Regions from separate parts of the Mus musculus genome. Here region 2 is linked to region 1. The links are chromatin contacts, called in public ChIA-PET maps. All regions are on one chromosome and are shown on one strand. The core of a region is the stretch at or near the end of the contact, and the rest is flanking DNA. Distances in the headings are between cores, read along the strand shown. Region 1 holds the start of Arap1 (ArfGAP with RhoGAP domain, ankyrin repeat and PH domain 1). Region 2 holds the start of Numa1 (nuclear mitotic apparatus protein 1).

Region 1 (6,553 bases), core at 2,144-4,643:
TAGCCCCTGTTCTCACCTTTTCACCCTCTGACAGCTCCCAGCCTATCATTCTTCTGGTACTCAGCCACTTTGTTTGTCCAAACAAGCTACTAGAGGAGATAAAAACAACACTTACTTCCTCTGACTCACCTGCTTAAAATGTCACTGTGACTCTGTTGCCCTCTGAGTCCAGCCAGAGCCCCTGCCCAGGGCGGGGAAGGGGGATCTCTAGCCCCCTCATGCCCTTCCACTTCTTACCTCCATGTCCCTCCAGCCTTTATCCTCAGCTAGCTCCCTGAACCTCTGCTTCTTACTCAGTGCTCCCGGAGTCCCTGACTCCCAGAGTGAGAGCCTGCTGCCTGTTTCAGGGCCCATCCCCCTCCAGCAGAACACCAGTCTGTGTTGAAATGTCACACACTGAATTCCTGTTGTGAGTGTCCAGACAGGTGCAGGGTGGGTGTCACAGAATGTGGAGTGAGTTGGTGACTGAACACGTAAAGACAGGATTGTCATTGACAGGGATACCCCGCAGCCTAGGTCAGGGTTCCCTGCTCTTTATGAGTGTTCTGTGTGTACAGAGCAGGAACTTGGAGGGAGACAGGTGGAGAGCTGGCCTATGGATTCCAGGGCGGGCTAGACTAGAGTGCTGAGCCTAAGATGTCTTAGGAGGCTCAGCAGGACAGACAGGAGAGAGGCTGAGCCTCAGGGACAGACCTAGGCTATTAGTGTGAGGAGAAGGAGGTGACAGGCTGGAGCTTGGTAGGTCAGAATGTCACACCACAGGTCACTTGTGGTTACCTAGGGCCGTGTGGTTTTCTTCTCTGAACTGGAGCTCAGCAGACAGACAGTGGGGCCAGAGATGAGCTTGGGGGATCTGAGAAGGAATGCCAAGGGGGTGGCCTCCCCACAAACTCTGAAGAGGGAGGGGGGCTGGCAGTGGGTGGGGCTGGGTGCCTAAGGGCTTCTCCCTGCCCCCACAGGCTCCTTACCCAAGTGGGTGGTGAATAAGTCATCTCAGTTCCTGGCCCCCAAGGTAAGTGGCTGTGTGCTCTGGGACATGGGGGAGGGGGTAGCACTGAGGAGTAGGGCAGGGGCAGAGTCAACACTGGGTGATGGCTGATGAACCAGGTCTACCCATGGCCGTAGTTGGGACACTGGGGACTACTGTACACCGCAGGAGGGCTCTGGAGGGGTGTGGCCCTCCAGGCACCCCTAACAATGTTCGAATGGTCTACAGGCCATGAAGAAGATGTACAAGGCCTGCATCAAGTACCCCGAGTGGAAGCAGAAACACCAGCCTCATTTCAAGCCATGGCTGCACCCGGAGCAGAGCCCATTGCCCAGCCTGGCGCTGTCAGAGTTGTCGGTGCAACATGCAGACTCACTGGAGAACATCGATGAGAGTGCAGTGACAGAGAGCCGCGAGGAGCGGGCAGGCGGTGCGGGAGGAGAGGGCAGCGACGATGACACCTCGCTCACCTGAGTGACCGGCTCTCTGCAAGGACCAAGACCAGACTGGGGTGGAACCCTGGGGCACTGAGCCTTCTGCACTTCCTCCCTTCCCCCACCTGCCTTCTGGGGGGGCACTGGGCTCCTGCCCAGGTGGCTGCGGCATGGCTGGACATGGCCCCAATAAATGAACCACACAGCCCCAGCCAGCTCTTTGTGCCTGCTTCTCATCTGCTCAGCCCCACGCTGCTCTGTTCTACAGTTATTTTCCTTAATACTCTTATTGTTCACAGGACTGCTGTCCCTATAGGCGTCTTGTAACGTAGGGTGGAGCTTGTTGCCCCCTCCTTTCCTGTGGTTCCTTTCTTTTCGTTCATTTGCACATTCATTTTTCTGGTCACAAAGGTGGTTTGCTCATTTTTTCAGGGCTCTTAAGAGGAGCTGGTCTAACCTGAGGTCAGGCTTCTACTGTGTGATGGACTTCTGGTCCAAGCTAGCTTTAAACAGTTGATCTGGCATACTCTGACTGGCTCCTGTCATCACAGAAAGAAGGGGAGGGACTCACAGGTCAAAGACTAGGGCTGAAGGCCTCAGAACTGAGTTGAGGCAGTGTGAACTGGAGGAGAGAGAGAGGTGGGTACTGGAGGAGGGAGGGGGGTATGGACTGGAAGAGGGAGAGGTGTGGGTACTGGAGGAGGGGGAGGTGTGGGTACTGGAGGAGGGAGGGGGTGGGTACTGGAGGAGGGGGAGGGGTGTGTACTGGAGGAGGGAGAGGTGTGGGTACTGGAGGAGGGGGAGGGGTGGGTACTGGAGGAGGGGGAGGGGTGGGTACTGGTGAAGACACTTCCACTGCACTTAGTGTTAAAGACCTTAGGCTGGTCACAGGAATCGTGAGGTCCCCTGACCAAGTGTCAACCCTCACTTATGCCTAGCTGCTCTGAGATCTAGAGGGAAGCCTGGGCTGCCTCTGCTGTCCAAGGGATGCCGAGTCCCAGAGTTAGTCTTAGGCCCTGCTTTTCTCTGGTATTTTTGGCACCACAAGAACTTGGGGTCTGGAAAGAACTCAAGATCTGACCCTATTCACCTCTCCTGGAAAGCCCTGCCAGTGGAAAACCTTACTGGGCTAACAGTCAAGTGTTTCCCAGAGAACAGTTTCTGTGGAGAGGCCTGGACAGGACCCTGTCACCTGGAACATCCAGCCCTAGGTCTGCCCATAATGGCTTTGAGAACACCCTGAGAATGTCAGACTCTCATTTCCTAACCTATAACCTAGGGTGATAATTTTTACCCTTATGCAAGTGTGAGTTTTTTTTTTTTTTTAATTAATCAGAACAAATTGTTCACCACTGGACCAGGCATGTAATAGGCTCTGATTAAAGGGCATCTTCCTCCTTTCAGGGCAAAAGCCCCTTGACCCACCCTGCTGATGACTGTTCTTCCAAATATGCCCACTGTTCCTATGGAAAAATGGAAGCCCAGCTAAATTAAGGCCCCTGGTTTGGCTGGTCCCAGAGGCTAGCCTCAGGATCCAGAAATACCTGCCAAGTCTAGGGATTTCATCTCTCTGGGGAGGAGGTGAGAAGCTGCCAGACTCTGGTGGGCCTTTCCCAGCGCCTTCTGCAGGGAGATGCAGTCCTGGGGACAGAAGCAGAGTACTAAGAATGGTGCACAGGACTCCCAGGGAAGGTGGTTGTCCCGCCTCCAATGGTTGTGTGTGTGTCCTCTCCCAGAGGATAGACTCACCAGAACAGGGGTGTCGAGGCATGGAGACTCAAGGATCCGTGGAGTCTCAGCAGGGACAGGATAGACTAGACATGAGCCTCAAAGCCTTAGCAAGCTAAGGATAAAGGAGAGACACAAACCCGGCGGTCCGGTCTGCCTAGGGTATTGAAGATCCGGACTAGGCTGGGGGCGGGACCGGCCGGCTCCCTGCCCGTTCCCCGCCCTCACGTCCCCCGGTGTCACGTGGGGCGGGCGGAAGCGCCGAGCGAGGTGGGCGCGCCCGGACCGCTGCCGCGAGTTGGCTGCGGCCGCGTGTGACAGACGGTACCGGGACCCCGAGTCCCACCTCGTGGAGTTCTCTTCGCTCAAAACAGGTCAGTGAGGTTGCTGGGACCTCCCAATCGCCAGTTGTGGCTTGCACTGCCCCCATTCCTCAGAAGGGAATGGTGAGCCCCCCACCCCCACCCGCTCAATTTTCCCGGGGTCATCTGGTGCGCGCTCTTGCCTGGGGATGAAGTGAAGTGGGGTCGCCTCTGGAGGTGAAGTCATCTAGCCAGACTCGTAGGGACAGAGAAAGTGAGCTGGTGGACACCAGCTTTCAGCCGTCAGCTCTTCTGCTTTAGGGCTTGCAGGCTCCGGAGCCAGTAGCGTCAGGCAGCTTGGCTTTCCCACTTGAGAAATGAAGACTTCTACCTAGTCTACCCCGGACATTCTTACAGCCTCGCAAAGCTTTAGGACTTTAGCCGTGGACCTGAGGCTTTGGTACAGCCTCGCAAAGCTTTAGGACTTTAGCCCTGGACCTGAGGTGTTGGTAACCTTGGGCAAGCTACTTCCGTCCTCCGCACCTCAATTCCCCACCAGTTAATGGGGGCATGGTTTCTCTAGAGCTTACCTGGCCCAGTTGCCAGGAAAGAAGGGGTGTGTTCGTTGAATGGGGTCAGGCTGGGAATGGGTGGATGGGCTTAGAGCAGGTTTGCAGTGCAGCGGGGGATGGGGGCTTTTGGGGAGGAGGCGGGTAGGTGTTTGGACACAGATCTCCGTGGGTAGATTTGGGTGCTGGGTGATTAGGAGCCAGGTTGTCTGACTTATGTTTCTCTAAATTCAGTGTCTTAGGGAAAGCTTCCCTAATGCCTAGACTGGGGGTTCGGGATTCAGGGTTAGACTTGGGGATGCTCAGGTAAGGATTTGACTACTGTTGGGTCCAGGGGACCCTGATAACCTGTACTTGGAAAGTTGTGACTGTCCTGCTAAGGGAAGCCTAGGCTCCTAGCAGCGTCATTATAGGGTAGAAGAAATTCAGCAGAACCCAGAGACAGGCGTGGACAGGTGCAGACCTGGGGAGGAGAGGATGCCTGGATGAGCCTTGGTAGTTAAGTGGCTGTTTGCTAAGACTGGCTGCAAGGTGAGGGCAGAGCTTGTGCCGCACAGCAGGGATACTGATAACCTTCCGGAGGAGAGGCAAGGGATGTGGGTGTGGCTGTAAGGGGTGGCAAGGGAGGATGTGCAGAGAACCCATCCTTGGGATTTATACCTGGCTAAAGTTTATTTAGACCCCGGCCTGGGGACCCTGCTCCCCAGTGACCGTTTGCTCACTGGAATAGGGTACAAGTGAGATGTCCCAGGCAGGCTACTGCTGGCTGTGAGGAGGTGATGGCCCCGACGCCCCAGGTTTCATTTGGACGTTCAGGCCTCCTTATTTGGTCCCCACCATGCAGAGGAGAGTCAGTTTCTGGGCAAAGGTGTTCCCCACCAAGTTTCCTCCTCATCCAAGTCCCCGTGTTCTGTGAGACTTCAGGGTTCAGATGTGGGCTGCAAGTTGCAGTGCCTTCCAGCCTGGTTGTCAGTTCCGGGTAATGGCAAGGCTCAGGGCAGGTTTCTATGGACGTCTATGAAGATGGGGTATGGGCATCTGGAGTTCTAGCACTGCTACCAAGCCCTGTCTGACTTTGCCACACTCCGTCCTTTTCAGAGTCCCCTTTCCACATCCGAGGGTGGGATGATTAGCCTGCCATTGTGTTCCAAGGACAGACCAAGAGTCAGGCCAGTGTGAATCCTGCCCAGAGTCAGAGTGAAGGAAAGGGGAGCCGGAGAGCCTAGCACTGGCTAGTGGTGATCCAGGCCTAGGACCTCTGTCTCTAATATTCTCTAGGGCTTCTCCCTCCCCACTCCACTCTCTTGGCTGAGCTCAAAGCCAGCCGCCAATGCCCAAACAAGTGGCCTCTGTTCCTAGGGGAGGGGGAGGGGAGGCAGGCCCTGGGCTCTGGGCCTGCCTGTCCAGCACTGACCCTGCCTCCCCCTTTTGCTGTGGGTCTTAACTCTTGGAAGCCTGAACTGGGTACTGGACTGTTTGAGGGCTGGTACCTCTTGTCCTACAGCTGCCCTGTCCACCTTGCTTCAGATCTCTGGGCTCTCACTCTTTCAGAGGGGACTGATAGGATGTCCTTCTCAGAGGAGCATGTACATGGTATATGGATGACAGTCAGCCTCTCTCAACTCCTTTCAAGTCCATCAGGCCAGACTTAGTCCCTCCACAGACAGCACGAGGATGTTGTGTTTTAGAGAAAGGTTCTGTGCTCAGAATGACAACCCGATGTCTGATAGTAAAGATAGAAAGTTCCCTTCAATGCATAGTTTTCACAGAGCTCACATTTTACACCAGGACCCCTCCCGCCAGTTCTGACAGAGTACATAGCTTCATGTCCACCTATCCCTCCCCCAAGCCAGACCCCCCAGACCTGTCCATTCCAACTGGGGCTCCCTGGGGACAGCAGTCCCTGCCCAAGGAAGCAAATGTCCCCTAAATGACAGAAATCAGGAGTGGTGAGGGGCCACAGCTCAGGGCTCAGTGCCCACAGCTTTCCTGTGGAATATCTCCCTGCCCCTCTCATTTTTTGGGTTACAGATCAGAAAGAAAAGCCTGTTCTATAAGATTTCTGAGTCAGGTGTGGTGGCCTGTGCCTTTCATCCTAACACTCAGGCAGCAGAGGCAGGTAGATCTCTGAGTTCAAGGCCAGCTTGACCTATAGAGTGAATTTAAGAAAGGCCAGGATTACACGGAGAAATCTTGTCTAGAAAAGCTAAGAAAGTGGAAAAAAAAAGTTCAGCCCTAGATCACTGGGAAAGAGTGACTGGGAGAGACGTGGAGTTAAGTGACAACTTCGATAACAATATTTTGTTCAGTATAATAAGTACTATCTGAGTATAGTCAAAACAGCAATAGAAGCTGCTCTTTCTTGGCCATTCCCATTTTATAGGTGAACAAAGTGAGGCCAAGAGGCAAAGTGATTTTCTAGGAACCAGACATTTCTTTTCTTTTCTTTCTTTTTCTTTCTTTTTTTTTTTTTTTGTTGTTGTTGTTGTTTTCGAGACAGGGTTTCTCTGTATAGCCCTGGCTGTCCTGGAA
Region 2 (6,553 bases), core at 2,831-5,330, 620 kb after region 1:
CACCCGCCTGTCTCTGCTTCCTGAGTGCTGAGTCATGCAGCACCACTGCCTGGCTAGATTTCCTGAGCTTTTAAAACAGCCACATGCAGTGTGTTCTGGTCTTCACTCTGCCACTTGATATCCTGGCATAATAAATGCTGCTGCTGTTACTGTAATTAATAGTGCTAAGGCACTATACTAAACACTTGCCATGCTTTGTTTTTTAATCTGCACGTTAACTCAATGAGGTAAATAAATACTATGGTTATCTCTATTTTAGAGAAAATGATCTGAGAATTAAAAAGATTAAATAACTTGTCTAAGGTCACCTGGCTAGTAAATGTTAGAACCAACAATCTGGATCTAGGGCTCATTTGTAGCTGACCCTAGAGCCCTTCGTCTACATAAAACATTCCATCTAAAATTACATACATCTAAAATTGCCTGGCAGGGTGGAGAGTTTGGGTAAGGGCATAAGTGTAGTAGGAAGTAAAACTGGAGCCAGGTTATAGAGGCCTTGGAATAGTATTATTTATACTAGAATCACCCCAGTTCTGGGGGGCCTCCGGGGAATTACTCTCTCATTTTTCATTGCTAAGGATGGAACCAAAAGCCTCACATATGCGAGGCAGTGTTCACCACTGAGTTATATCATAGCCTATTCCCTGTCATTTCTTTAAACTGTGACAAAAGGATAGTATACATTAAAACTTATAACACTGACATTTTAAAAAAAGATTTATTTATTTTATGTATATGAGTACACCGTGGCTGTCTATCTTCAGATACGTTAGAAGAGGGCATTGGATTCCACTACAGATGGTTATGAGCCACCATGTGGTTGCTGGGAGTTGAACTCAGGACCTCTGGAAGATCAGTCAGTGCTCTTAACCATTGAGCCATCTCTTCAGCCCAACACTGACATTTTAAACAAGAATAATAAAATGAATACCAAATTGCTGCAGCCTACTGGCTACAATGGGAGATGGAGTATTACCAGACCCTTTGAACAACTGTGTGCTTCTAACTTACTACCACTCTTCAGCTTCTATCAGAACTCACTCCTCCTGCATTGTGAGTTCTTCCAAAACCCCTTTCTTTATCCCCACCCCACCCCGCCCCTTTTGGTGGGGTAATGAGTGCCTTGTAGAACCAGGCAGGAGCCAAGTGATCTTTCTTGGTTGAGAAGAAAGAGAAGTGGAGAAACTAGCCACACTTCCTGGGTAGCCCATAAGTTAGTTGGCCTCGAAGTGTAAGGACTTGGCAGGGAAATTCTAGAGGAGATTTCAAGCCTTCTACAGCAGTGGTTCAACTGGAACGTGTTACCTTGTGTTTAGAGCAGGGGCAAGATGGAGAGATACAGTATCTACTCTGTCTTCACTGTGAAGTTTCAGGACTCACAGTACCAAGTGGAACTGCAGAGACTGGTGGGCAGTTTAGCAACCCTCTTATTTTCATCCCATACAATTTTAGGGTGTGCCAGTCTTTAACTATTTTTGCCATTTCTTTTCATAAAATGTGAACATTTGTATTTGTGGTAGTCCTTTGAATAGAAGCCGTCCTTTCTGCTAATAGCAGTTGCTAAGTACAGACTACAGAGGGATGGTGAGAACAGGCTGTAGGTTTGAGAGAGCAATGTGTCTGCAGTCTTGGGTATGGATCTCACCAACACCTCATCCCCTCTACTCAGCACACACATTCTTTTAGTAGCCAGAGACTGTGTTTGGAAAGCTGCCATACAAATGTAGTTCAGTGGAACAGATTTAATGAGCTTTAGTAAGCTAGGGACTATGGCTGATCATAGAGAGGGAACTGGGGTATGTCCTTAAGGAGTTGTCATTCTAGATGAAAGAGACTTTCACAAAAATATATATAAAACCATTTCTTGAGCTTTGTACATGATTAGCATAATTTTTAAACACTAAAATCATGTTTTTGTGTGTGTCAGAGAACAGCTGTTGGGAGTGAGTTCTTGTCTACCATGTAGATCCTAGGTCTTCAGACCAGATCATGCATATCTCCTGAGCCATTGTGTCTTTTTGTACATGGTTATTAAAAATAAATCCAATCACTGGGTGTGGTGGCACACACCTTTAATCCCAGCACTTGGGAGGCAGAGGCAGGCGGATTTCTGAGTTCGAGGCCAGCCTGGTCTACATAGTGAGTTCCAGGACAGCCAGGGCTATACAGAGAAACCCTGTCTCAAAAAAACCAAAATAAGTAAATAAATAATAAAAAAATAAATCCAACCATAAAAACATACATACAGTGTAGGAAGTCCCCAAGTGATTGTCCCCAGTAATCCACTACTGTTACCAGTTTAATATTGGAGGGATTGAGATTTGAAGTGTGCCTATAAAGTAAAAGCCGAGAGAGGAACTGGTGGGGAAAAGGCGGTCACACTGAAGGTACCATCCTGTTCCAGGAGGAATATCTCTAGCTTCTTTAGCACTGGTAAACCTTCTGCTGGGACACCCTGGTGACAGAGACCAACCTTTGTGAAGCATCCACTAGCACCTTCTGTGCTAAAAGTCAGTGTGTTGGGCACCTTGCGAATGTTACTGAGTTCATGCTTGTACTCTTAAAGCAGAGGAGGCTATGCTTTCATCTAGGAATCTGAGGAATCCTTGCCAGGGTTATGTAGTTAGCTGCAAGTGATTTGTGATATGTATGTAAGATAGTCACTTTGTGGCTTAGCTTCCTCATGTCTACAGTTGAGTGGTAGGGCTGGAGAGATGGCTCAGCGATTAAGAGCACCTGACTGCTCTTTCCGAGGTCCTGAGTTAAATTCCTAGCAACCACATGGTGGCTCACATCTGTAATGGGATCCAGTGCCCTCTTCTGGTGTGTCTGAAGACAGTGACAGTGTATTCACATAAATAATAAGTCTTTTTAAAAAAGTCATCTTAAAGTTGAGTGGTAATTTACCTGCTTCATAAAGAGGTGTTGAAGCCTAATGAAATGATGCCCAATAGGTCAGTAGGATGGTTTGAGGCATGTTAGTAGGTTCTTAGTAAGCATTAGCTACTATCTATTATATCCTGTTTCTTCTTCAGACCCCCATCTCCTCCTCACATGTGATTCACATATGCCATGTACTTTCTTCCCGGTACAGTTGCTCCTCCTAGTTTTGTCTTGTTTGAGATAGGCTGTTACTCTGCCTTGGCTGGGCTGGAACTCTAGTAGTGAGTGGATCAGGCTGGCCTTCTGCTCCAACCTCCCACTTGCCAGGACTGTAAGCACACAGCACCATGGTGGCTTTGAGTCTCCTGCTTTTTGTCAGCTTCTTTCTCCTCAATGCTTCTCATTCCTCTTTTAACTATTCTCTACCATCCGTGTCCTCAACACCTTCCTATCTATTGGGTAGCCTCCTAGCTCACCTTGCTGCCAGAGAACCATTTTGTCAGGTTAATCTGGCTCATACCACAGCTCTCTGTTAAAACCATCCCAGATCCTTTATTTGAATCCTTGAAGTTCAAGATTTCCCAATTCTGACCTCAGTTCACCTTTGACACCTGGTCTCTCACTGCTACCACACCTTTCTGCTTTCTTCTCCCTTTCCCGAGAGGAAAAATTTGATTTTGTGCTTGAAGATCCAGATTAAAATATTACTTCAGTTTTCTAATCCTTCCCTCATCTAAACTGGTTAGTTTCCTTACATCTTTTATATGAGTTAACATGTACCATCTTGGGATAAAACTTGTAGTCACTTCTGATCTGTGGAATTGTAACCCTAGCTCAGACGTTGGGTATAATTCTTGTATGGGTATTAACAATATTTAATAGCAATACATTACACATACTTCATTAAATGTTTCTAGTTGTAAAGTGAGGGAATTCCTTTAACTATCCCAGGAGGTGTCCAGTGGGTGGCAACGCTGTCGAGATCTTGTCTGAGTGTGACATTTCTTTTAGTCATATAGTTGCAGCAGACTCTGAGGATGATGAGTCCCTGTGCCTGTTGAGGGCTCTAGCCAGCGCCTGCCATACTCAGAACTGTGCCTTGGCCCCTCGGCCCCTCCCCACAAATGCCCACAGGAACAGCGGATTAGGTTCTGGCAGCACAGCTGGGATTTTGGCGGCCATTCCAGTCAACAATAGCGCAGCTATCGGGACAGAAGAGCGAGGCCTACGCTCCGCGGCTAGAAACTGCCTGGGCCGCTCGTTTGGGTGGAGGAGTGGGAGGAGCAGGCACACAGCATGGCATCTTGGCCTTGCTACGCAGAAGGTAGGGGCTGAAGAGATTCCCTGCGGAGAACAGGCTAGGGTGGCCAAGTCCTAGGGCGGGCAGGCGGGCGGGCAGGCAGGGCGCTCTGAGGAGGCCTGCGCTTTGTGTGGCGGGGAGCCGGCGGGCGGCCGTGCGCCTGCAGACACGCCCCCCTCGCCGCGCCGCAGGAAGCTGCCCCTGTACAAGGCCTGCGCCGTGCGGCTCCCCTGCGCTCGGCTCCCAGGCTTCCTCTGCGCCGGGCGCCTTTCCCGCCAGGGGCTGGCCGTGGGTTCGGCGGCTCTGGGCCTGCCCGATAGGGCTGGTCTCGGAGGTGGACAGGCCGTCACTGCTACTGCCTTAAGCCCTGCTGGAAAGCAGCGAAGGGGGAGTGTCCTGGCCATCTCAGGTTGGTGAGGCCGGCCACCGCGGGTGCGTTTTTGTGTGTTTACGCCACAGCCTCCAGCCCTTGCTGCGCGTGCTCTCCCTTCAGCAATGGAGCCTGCGGGCTTGCGCCCTAGCCACTCTCCCCGCCCCCGCACGTCCTGCTCAGTTTTTAGGGCACGGGCAGGCTTCACCTGGGTCCTCCTGGTAGGCGTCGTCCCCCCCCCGTCCCCCCCCCCCGAGCTCTTGGCTTCGCTGTTGCTCCCAGACCGCGCGGAAGCTCGCTGTGCCTTTAAAGAAAGCAGACTCCTGGCTGTGACGCACTTCTGGCTGTCAGCCAGGAAGATTGCTTCTGCCTGGCCGACTGAGAAGAAACCCAACAACTTTTCTTTTGTGTGTGGGGTTACTTTCCACTGCCCCCCCCTACCCCTGTCCTTTCAAGATTTAAATGCTAATGGCGGATTAAAACCTGTAGATACGTTTGGCTTTAGGAGTCCGGTAAGGCCCCCAGCACTAAGACTTTTTCTCCCTCACTCTTTCTCGGGTTAGTTTTGTTTTGTTTTGTTTTTTCAAAAAAATGGACGAGAGGGTGGGGTGGTTCATCCCCCTCACCTCCCTTTGCTGCGCCATCCTTAGAGGGGAGGGAGAGGAAAGGGAGAGCAAGTAAACACTGAGAAACAGGCGCTGGCCCTGCGCAGAGCTTGCCAACATCCGGGAGTTGGCGCCTTTCTTTCCCCTCATAGATGTCAGCGTGTTTTTGTTTGGAGGGAGTAATGTGTGCGCCTGTCCTAGAGCTATAGAGACGGCCCAGTAGAGGGCTTCCCTGTTTCCTTGTGTGGTCCTAGATGTTTTTGCGGTGTTGGACAATGAAAACGTGTCTTTTTTTATTTTTTATTTTTGTCAGCTGCCAGGGATCTGAGTGTGTGAATGTAGTGGTTGGGGATAGGTGCTGATGAACTGCCCCAGAGGGCTGTGTATGTGCGCTTGCGCAGGCACTTCACACAGTATCTGCCTGTAGGCCGCAGTCTAGTTCATGATTGCAACTTTTCTGCTAACATTTTTCCGATCATGACCTTACGAATATGGGGGAAAGGACTAGGTGTCAGTACTGTTAGCTCTGATTAAGCCCGGCAATGTGAAAATAGACTGACCTCAACAGAAGCAGATTGTCCTTTAATTAGAACAATGAAGGGCAGCAGGCTCTCTGGGGAGTGGAGGCTGAAGAGATACAAAGGGCTTGGGGTTTTATAGGGCAGAAAAGGGAACTTTTGAAGGTTGGCGATTGCATCTGCAGATCTGTACTCTGCAGTCTCAAAACTGTAAATACTCAAGGGTTGGTGTTTGGACTTTCTTGTCAGGAGCGTCCCTGTTCCTAGGTGTTATGGGCCTACTTACTTCTGGGGGCTTCTCAGTCCTCCTGAGGCTTTTAGGTCATTAAAAAACTCTTTGCCTCCTCCTCTTTCCCCTTTTTCTCCTCTTGATTATGTGGCCTTACCTGCCCTAGAACTCAGAGCCATCTTCCTGCCTCAGCCTTTCAAAGTGCTCTAGAGGTGGGAGTCACCAAGGACGATTTTTTTTTTAAAGAAACAACGGAATGTGGGGTTTTCCTGAAGTCTTTTCATTCCTTTCCAGATTCTCAGGACTCTGAGTCAGAAATCTAGGTTACAAAGAGAGTGGTGTATGTGCAGAGGGAGAGGCCTGAGCTGAAAGTTAGTGCCTTAGAGCAAGTAGAGAATTCATCCAGTAACTTCATTTGCTTTTGATTGCAGAAATGCTGAGAAACAATTGACTTGTCCACACAGCCTACTCAGGGCTTTCCCCCATAATAGAGAAAAGATAATGCTTTTCTTGGCCTTTTTTCCCCCTTTTTTTCTTTTGGTATGAATGGTGGTGGTGCACATCTTTAATCTCAGCACTTGGGGGGCAGAAGCAGGCAGATCTCTGAATTGGAGCCCAGTCTGGTCTACAGAGCAAGTTCTAGGATAG

What was found. ChIA-PET counts read pairs in DNA pulled down with a chosen protein or histone mark.
Region 2: a contact with region 1 is called in an RNA polymerase II ChIA-PET map of memory CD8 T cells, with 6 read pairs. The contact joins the promoter of Numa1 here to the promoter of Arap1 in region 1. A contact is called at or near these places in 2 of 115 datasets of contacts at active chromatin or transcription factors (bone marrow-derived macrophages and memory CD8 T cells).

The regions. Positions count from the first base shown.
Region 1 is chr7:101,344,676-101,351,228 of GRCm38.p6, forward strand. Arap1 (ArfGAP with RhoGAP domain, ankyrin repeat and PH domain 1) reads left to right here and starts at 3,394. Exons shown (of 34, transcript NM_001040111.1): 1 at 3,394-3,524. Gm35219 (a long non-coding RNA gene) reads right to left here. Exons shown (of 5, transcript XR_003946844.1): 3 at 3,172-6,553; 4 at 2,967-3,063; 5 at 2,246-2,885. Stard10 (START domain containing 10) reads left to right here. Exons shown (of 7, transcript NM_019990.5): 6 at 960-1,012; 7 at 1,217-1,951. The coding sequence ends at 1,462.
Region 2 is chr7:101,965,763-101,972,315 of GRCm38.p6, forward strand. It overlaps Numa1 (nuclear mitotic apparatus protein 1), which reads left to right and starts at 4,081. Exons shown (of 25, transcript NM_133947.3): 1 at 4,081-4,207.